2 separate regions of the Hordeum vulgare genome follow, and region 2 is linked to region 1. A link is a contact called in public Hi-C data. All regions are on one chromosome and are shown on one strand. Each heading gives the region's core, a stretch centred on a gene start, on an enhancer-like site or on the middle of the called end of the contact. The rest is flanking DNA. Distances are from core to core; before and after follow the strand shown.

The links. Hi-C and Micro-C count contacts between places; a contact is called where the count stands out from the background.
Region 2: a contact with region 1 is called in a Hi-C map of leaf, with 4 times the contacts expected there. The contact joins the promoter of LOC123404817 here to the promoter of LOC123405563 in region 1. A contact is called at or near these places in 3 of 6 Hi-C or Micro-C datasets (leaf and seedling) and 1 of 1 datasets of contacts at active chromatin or transcription factors (embryo).

Annotation. Positions count from the first base shown.
Region 1 is chr6H:455,310,460-455,314,848 of MorexV3_pseudomolecules_assembly, reverse strand. It overlaps LOC123405563 (4-coumarate--CoA ligase 2), which reads left to right and starts at 1,798. Exons shown (of 4, transcript XM_045099208.1): 1 at 1,798-2,988; 2 at 3,457-3,869; 3 at 4,004-4,106; 4 at 4,200-4,389. The coding sequence starts at 1,906. The coding sequence ends at 4,310.
Region 2 is chr6H:455,588,599-455,592,390 of MorexV3_pseudomolecules_assembly, reverse strand. It overlaps LOC123404817 (ATPase family AAA domain-containing protein 3-B-like), which reads right to left and starts at 1,830. Exons shown (of 7, transcript XM_045098763.1): 1 at 1,442-1,830; 2 at 1,264-1,359; 3 at 207-627. The coding sequence starts at 1,777.

The DNA.
Region 1 (4,389 bases), core at 549-3,048:
AATAGCCTTCAATACAAAGTTCACCGCGATTCTCACGGTGATCTATTCGATGTAATCTTCTTTGCGGTGTGTTTGTTGGGATCCGATGAATTATGGGTTTATGATCAGATTGTTCATGAATATTAGTTGAGTCTTTTCTGAATTCTTTTAAGCATGATTATTATAGCTTCGTATTTATCTTCGATCGATCGATTTGGTTTGGACAACTAGATTGATTTATCTTCACTAGGAGTGGTGTGTTGTGATGGGTTCAATCTTGCAGTGCTCAATCCCAGTGACAGAAAGGGACATGCCACATATTTGTATTGTTGTCATTAAGGATAAAATGATGAGATTTATTCATATTGCTTGAGTTTACTTTGTCTGTGTCATGTTATCTTGCCCCAAGTATTACTTTGTTTCATACTTAATACTCTAGATACATGCTCGATAGCGGTCGATGAGGGAAGTGATAGGAGTAGATGCAGACATGAGTCGGTCTACTTCCTTATGGATGTGATGTTTATATACATGATCATTTTCGTGGATAAATATTTCATAACTATGTGTTATTCTATCAATTGCCCAATACTAAAACCCTAAAAATATTGCTGCCATTTATCTTGTGTCATTTTATTTTATATTTATATTATCTACCTATCACGATTTAATCCTTATAAGTAACAGTTCAACGTGCTTGACAACCCTTTTGCCTGCGTTGGTGCAAGTATTTGGTTCTCTATGTGTAGGTGTTGATGACAAGAGTTTGCATGGTTCTTCTATTGATTTGATAACCTTAATTCTTATTGAAGGAAATATTTATTTCTACTGTGTTGCATCTCTTTTCCTCTTTGAAAAAAACTCCAACACAATTTATAAGTAGCAGGTTTGCCAGATGGGAATATTCATGAAGTCGGGTGAGCCAGCCTGGATCAGACGACGCGACGGACGCGTCCGATCTTTTCTTATATCTATTTTATATTTAAATTAAATATAAGAGATATCGATAAACCCGTGTAATTCAGATTTCGGATGGGCCGGCCGGTTTGGCTGCCGAGGCGCCATATCTCAAATATAACTTGTATTGGCCTTGACTGATTTCAGGGCAAGACCCTTGGTCGTAAACCACTCCCTCGAGCTCAAATGCTTCTGCCGTATTTAATACTCCCAAATCACCATACATCTATGTAGCATCCGAGCGGTGCACTGCCTAGTGATCGGATCTTTTACAGTTTCATCTGCAGGAAACAGATAGTGTTCAATGTAAATGTGGGTCAGCATCCTGTTATCCTCGACAAATATTTCACACATCTGCGGGAGATACAAACAGATCAATGTATATATATCCCCGAAAGGCCAAAACGATGCATTTTGTTCAGTTAGAAGAAAGCCTCGATGTACTGATCTGAAGAGAAAGCAAAGGTATCATGAAACAGCATTGGATTTGCGTTTTATTTTATCGGGTGTGTCTGAAACACGTCTAGATGTGATATAGTTATTGCACGTATAAATAATTAAGTCAAGCAAAAATGGTAAAAAATTATTCACATGAACTTTAATCTAAGCTTGATCATATAGGATTTAAATATGTAACATTTATATCACACCATATTTAGATGTGTTTTATCGAAATCGTTTTCTGAAAGGGAAACGGAAACGCACACGCAGTTTTGAAAGGTGGGTCGGCGGAGTGCGTGGCGGCCAGCGTGTTCGCGCCTCTTCCACACCTTCCCCCTTCCGTCTTCTACTGCCCTACCTACCCTCCCTCATCCCGCCTGTACCTCCGCTCGTCGCCCGCCCGACACTGTATTTAATCGCGCCACCTCTCTCTCCTCCGACTCTCACGGCTCACTTGTTTGTTTAGTATACAGGCTCTGCTCCTTGGCCATTCCGGGGAGCTCTCTGTCTCTCGTATAACCGAGGATCATGATCAAGGTGGCGGCACCGGAGGTGCAGCAGCCGCAGGCTGTCGCCGCCGACGCGGTCTCGGCGGTGGTGCCGGAGGAGACGATCTTCCGGTCCAAGCTTCCGGACATCGACATCCCGAACCACCTGCCCCTGCACGAGTACTGCTTCGCCAAGGCGGCCGAGGTCCCGGACGCGCCGTGCCTCATCGCCGCGGCCACGGGGAGGACCTACACGTTCGCCGAGACGCATGCGCTCTGCCGCAAGGCCGCCGCTGCGCTGCACCGCCTCGGCGTCGGCCACGGCGACCGCGTCATGATCCTGCTGCAGAACTGCGTGGAGTTCGCCGTCGCCTTCTTCGGCGCGTCCTTCCTCGGCGCCATCAGCACGGCGGCCAACCCGTTCTGCACCCCGCAGGAGATCCACAAGCAGTTCGTCGCCTCCGGCGCCAAGGTGATCGTCACCCAGTCCGCCTACGTCGACAAGCTCCGGCACGAGAGCTTCCCGAGGATCGCCACGGGCGGCGGCGAGGACACGCTCGCGGTGATCACCGTCGACGACGAGGCGGGTACCCCGGACGGCTGCCTGCCCTTCTGGGGCATCCTCGCGTCCGCCGACGAGGGCTCGGTCCCGGAGGTGCGCATCGCGGCGGAGGACGCCGTGGCGCTGCCCTACTCGTCGGGCACGACGGGGCTGCCCAAGGGCGTGGTGCTGACGCACGGGGGCCTGGTATCGAGCGTGGCGCAGCAGGTGGACGGCGAGAACCCGAACCTGTACATGCGGGAGGGGGACGTGGCGCTCTGCGTGCTGCCGCTGTTCCACATCTTCTCGCTCAACTCGGTGCTGCTGTGCGCGGTGCGCGCCGGCGCGGCGGTGATGCTGATGCCCAGGTTCGAGATGGGCGCCATGCTGGCGGGCATCGAGCGGTGGCGCGTGACGGTGGCCGCCGTGGTGCCGCCGCTGGTGCTGGCGCTGGCCAAGAACCCGGTCGTGGAGGAGCACGACCTGAGCTCCATCCGGATCGTGCTCTCCGGCGCCGCGCCGCTCGGCAAGGAGCTCGAGGACGCGCTACGTGGCCGCCTGCCGCAGGCCATCTTCGGACAGGTGCGTACGTATCTGCCGCGTGACACCCCTGCTTCGTTAGCACACGTACTGGCACGTGTTGGTGTCTGCATCGTAGACGATCTTGAATTGGGGTAGGAACATCTTTTTTATTACCACATTTCAACTGAATCTGACGAAAGTAGATAAAAATGCAACTAACACAGGTCGCTGTCGTCTCGTAGTTGTAGAGCGACATGTACCAGTCCGTCCACCATGTCCCTTTGCCCGTTTTTGTCATGGCCTGTAAGGCTATAGCCAACGCCACACACCCCACCAGACCCACGCGCGGACGTGCGGCACCACTGTCCTTGCGTGCTAGGCATGCGCATGCACATGCGTCGACGGAACGTTCGTTGCTCAGCTGATCTACGCGAGCCGCTCGCCGCACCTAACCACGATGGTCCCGGCGCGTGCGTCGCGTGGTGCGCGTGAGGGTTGGGTGCTGACACGTGAGGCTGGGTGTCGCAGGGGTACGGGATGACGGAGGCGGGGCCGGTGCTGTCCATGTGCCCGGCGTTCGCCAGGGAGCCAACGCCGGCCAAGTCCGGGTCGTGCGGCACGGTGGTGCGCAACGCGGAGCTCAAGGTGGTCGACCCGGACACGGGCCTGTCCCTCGCCCGCAACCTCCCCGGCGAGATCTGCATCCGCGGCCCGCAGATCATGAAAGGCTACCTGGACGACCCCGTGGCCACCGCCGCGACCATCGACGTCGAGGGGTGGCTCCACACCGGCGACATCGGCTACGTCGACGACGACGACGAGGTCTTCATCGTCGACCGCGTCAAGGAGCTCATCAAGTTCAAGGGCTTCCAGGTGCCGCCGGCCGAGCTGGAGGCTCTGCTCATCGCGCATCCCTCCATCGCCGACGCCGCCGTCGTCCCGTAAGACAAAGACAACCGCCATCTCGGTCATATCTTCAAGCAGTAGTACAACATCACTTGTTCAGCGTCGCGAACAAAGATCGAACTGGTGGGGGTAATTATTAGTAACCGGGTGCGTGCAAATAAAATGGCAGGCGAAAGGATGACGCCGCCGGTGAGGTCCCGGTGGCGTTCGTGGTGCGCGCCGCCGATTCTGACATCGCCGAGGAGGCCATCAAGGAGTTCGTATCCAAGCAGGTAATACTACACTAGTTACACACGCGAGCAACGACGGAGCCTTGGTTGATGAATTCGACCGGCCATCCCTGACCACGGTTTCCCAATTTTCAGGTGGTGTTCTACAAGAGGCTGCACAAGGTGTACTTCACCCACGCGATCCCCAAGTCGGCGTCGGGGAAGATACTGAGGAAAGAGCTCAGAGCCAAACTCGTCACTGTCTGAACATCGAACAACAACCACTGCAACCTCCATGCCAAAATGTAAGACGTTTTTTGAGGGATTACGTCCTAATCATTTTTGG
Region 2 (3,792 bases), core at 581-3,080, 280 kb before region 1:
TGTGAGCTTAGAGATTGATTCGGGCACACTTGAAGGGCACATGTGATCTCTGCAATTAGCTCCTTAATAATTGCACTGAACATATCTATTTCTAGACAGAGCAAGTGATACAAACATGTAGAAATAGCTTATAGTAGAAATGACATCCAAGAAATTCACATGTTTATTCGGTAAGCATGTTGAGATAGCAACTTGCTAAGGTATACCTCCTATATGCTCAAAAGTTGTATTTATTGCTTGGACCCACTTCTCCCGCTCGGCATTTGCCTTCTCAATAAGCAATCGCCGATTCACTTCTTCAGACAGTGTCAGTTCAAGTGCTTTGGCCTCCGCCTCTGCCATTTTTTGCTGTCTGGTAGTCTCCTGGTCTATAAGTGCTTTTTCCTTCTCTGTCCGTCTCCGTAGTTCATTGATTTCCTCTTCACTCTGGCGTCTTAGCTGCTCTAGCTTAATTGCAGATTGTTCTTGCATATTCACGAGCTCCTGGTTTCTTGCCCTCTGTGCCTCATGCTCATGCTGTGCTCTCTTCCTTCGTAGCTCATCCTCATATCGAGCTACTTGTGCCTTTATTTCAGCTTGACTTTGCGCAAGTTTTTTCTTCTCTTCATACTCTACACGTGTCCTCTCCTGCAAATGCGATAAAATGCAACATGCCACATAAATACACAAATATACAAAAGACAAAATTTAGCACTGCAGATTTATGTTTAGTAAAATACATATAAATGGGCATGATCTGAAACATTTACGACATGTAATGAATAGGATGCGGTAGAACTTGATTACAGTCAAGCAGTTGGTCTCTACAGGATTAAGTAGCAAACATATATATGCCCTCTCGCAATTAAGTACCAAAAACTATCGGGAAGCAAGAGAATAGTACATAAATAGCAGTTTCTTTTTCGTGTGTGTGTGCCACTGAAAGATCAGCGGTTCTTGCTTGTGGCATCCCCTAGCTCATTGAAGAGTACACCTCGGACCTGAGTTTTCTTCTCCTTTTTTTCAATTCTTGGATAACATAGTAAATTGCATATGCCCCTTGCTTGGTCTAGACTATCGCTATACAACTAACAAGTAAAATGGAACGGAAAGTACTAGCAGGAATGTACACCGAAATCGTCCCCTCGTGATATTGAAATGCCTGAAGACGTTGTGAAGATATTTGCCAACTTTTGCAACAGTGTGATCCTAATGCCAATTCGTTCAAAGGATTGTGACCAACGAAGTAAGAACAAACAATGAGATGACAGAAAGTTATCTCACAAGCTCGATCTGGGCGGCCTCCTTCTGGTAGTCGGCCTTCTTTGCAGCGAACTCCGCTTGCCGCGTCTCCTCCCGCTTGTTAGCATGGGCGAACGCCTGCACAACCATGGGTCGACGTCAGAACCCACAGACAACAGCCTCCGAACTGAACCTCCCACCCACCCCTCGGAGAACCTACCTTTTTGACATCAGTATCAGGTCTCAATTCGAATTGGCGCAGCAGCTCGACCGCGCGCTCCAGCGCGTCGGGATCGAACCCCGCGGCGGTGGTGCGCGGGTTGTCGTTCCGGGGCTTGGGAGGGGCCTCCTCCGCGGCCGCCGCGGCGGGCGGCGGCGCGGCGGGGGCCGCAGCGGGGGCGGGGGAGGAGGAGGAGAAGCCGGGGAAGCGGAACCCCGAGCCGCCCTCCGCGTTCACCTTCTGGGAGGACGCGGCGAAGGCCGCCCCGGCGGAGAGGACGGCGGCCCCGACCTTCGCGGCGGCGGCGGCCCCGACCTTCGCGGCGGCGGCGGCCATGGCTCTGGTGGGGGGTTTGCGGGTGTAGTAGGGTTTAACGGGGTCCGCCGGTTCGATCGGGAAGGTTGTGGGAGATGCGTGCGTATTTGTGCGTGTTTGGACGGCGCCTCTCCAGCTCGGCTTGCGGCCCAAGAAGATGGGACTGCTCTTTTCGTTCTCCCTTTTCCTTTTTATTTTTTCTTCCTCAAGGCGCTCCTCTCTCTGTTTTCTTGGTGCGGAAGACGGGCTTCGCCGTCGGATATTTCTGGCTTCCTTTATTTACTGCGTCATCGAAGGCCCCAGATGCTTCATTACTCGAAGTCGTGGCATATGGCATCTTACACACAGGACCCTAAGGAACAAGAAATGACAAACGGGTCACAAAAACTAACAAACATGACCCTTGATGGAAAATGAAAACACGTTCGGGTCAAATGCTACATTACGATGGCGCCATGTTGACCATGGGGATGGGCCCCCTTGGTGCACGAGACTTCTATAGTTGCTCCTAGTAGATGTCGTGTTGAGGCAATATTGTCTTCCATATGATATCATTACCAAGAGGAATTGTCTTCCATATGATATCATTACCAAGAGGAATGATCCTAGTCGTCCTTCGACTCGAGGATGCAACAAGACGTTAGAGGACGTCGGCCAGCCATCTTAGGTGTCGTGGCTCTTTTAAATCCATCATTGATGGTGTCCTCAATCCATAGTTCAAAATACCAAACTTGTGGTTGAACTGATGATGTTGACAGTTTAGGTTTTCATCCGTTGGACCAGCGTTTCATAATTTCATTGGCTGGGCTTTTAGGCCATAAACATATGTCAAATGAATTCCCCGTCTCCTGGGGGCATCTATGCTCCGCGACGTTGCCTGCCTAGCGTGCTCCACGCCGTTCGATCTAGCCCTTCAGTGGAGAACTTGGAAATTTTGTGTGCAAAACTTGGGAGTGATAATGCAAAACTATGTTACTTTTCCATATCAGTTATATAAACTAAACAAAGTGTAGCATGTTCTTTTACAAAATTGATGTGTTTATATAAGCTTGATATGTTGTTGTTCAACTATGAAATATGTTGGTTCCTCTAGTCCTCACTATTTTCGATAATATATTCTTATTTAATGGAACAAACATTATATGACGTATGGTTGCATACTAGGTGGGCTGGCTCGCATCGGCACGAGCCTTGAAGCAGTCCGGAGCCTGCCTCGCTAGAAACCCTTAAATCGACAGTTTCCATCGAGTCAGAGTGAGTGCGATGCAAAGGGGATGCAGCTCGCACGCGAGGGGCAAGGCGAAATTGATTGTGGATGGCGTGAGATGGAAATCGGGCGCGACGGGATGACGCCAAATCTAGCCTCACCCCTGATATGTCTCCAATGTATATATTTTTTCATGCTATTGTATTATCAATCTTGGATACTTTATAAGCATTTATATGCTATTTTATATCATCCTAGGGACTAACCAATAAAACCAGTGCCCAGTGTCAGTTCCTATTTTTTGCTAGTTTTTTCTTTTACAAAAAATCAATACCAAACGGAGTCCAAACACGATAAAACTTTACGATGATTTTTCCTTGACCAAAAGAGATCCAAAAAGCTTCGGGAGGAGGCCAGAAGAGCCACGAGGTGGCCAGAAGCTTGGAGGTATGATACGTCTCCAACGTATCGATAATTTATGAAGTATCCATGCCATAATTACAACTAACCCAGACTGGCATTGTTTTCAGTAGAATTACCATGGTTTTGATTTTTTGCAAAAAATAAAAGTTCTTGGAATCGCCCAAAACTTTTTGACAATTTTTCTGGGGAAAATAATAAATACCGGAGCGAAGAACCACTAGAGGGGGCCACCTGTGGGCCATAAGCAAAAAGGGCGTGCCCACCCCCTGGGCGCGCCCTGTTAGCTTGTGGGGCCCATGTGGCTCCGGCTGACGTGATTCCAATGCTGAAATTTCCTATAAATCCCAAAACCCCAGAAATTTAACCTAGAACTTCCGCTCCGTCACCGCAAGCCTCTATACCGAAG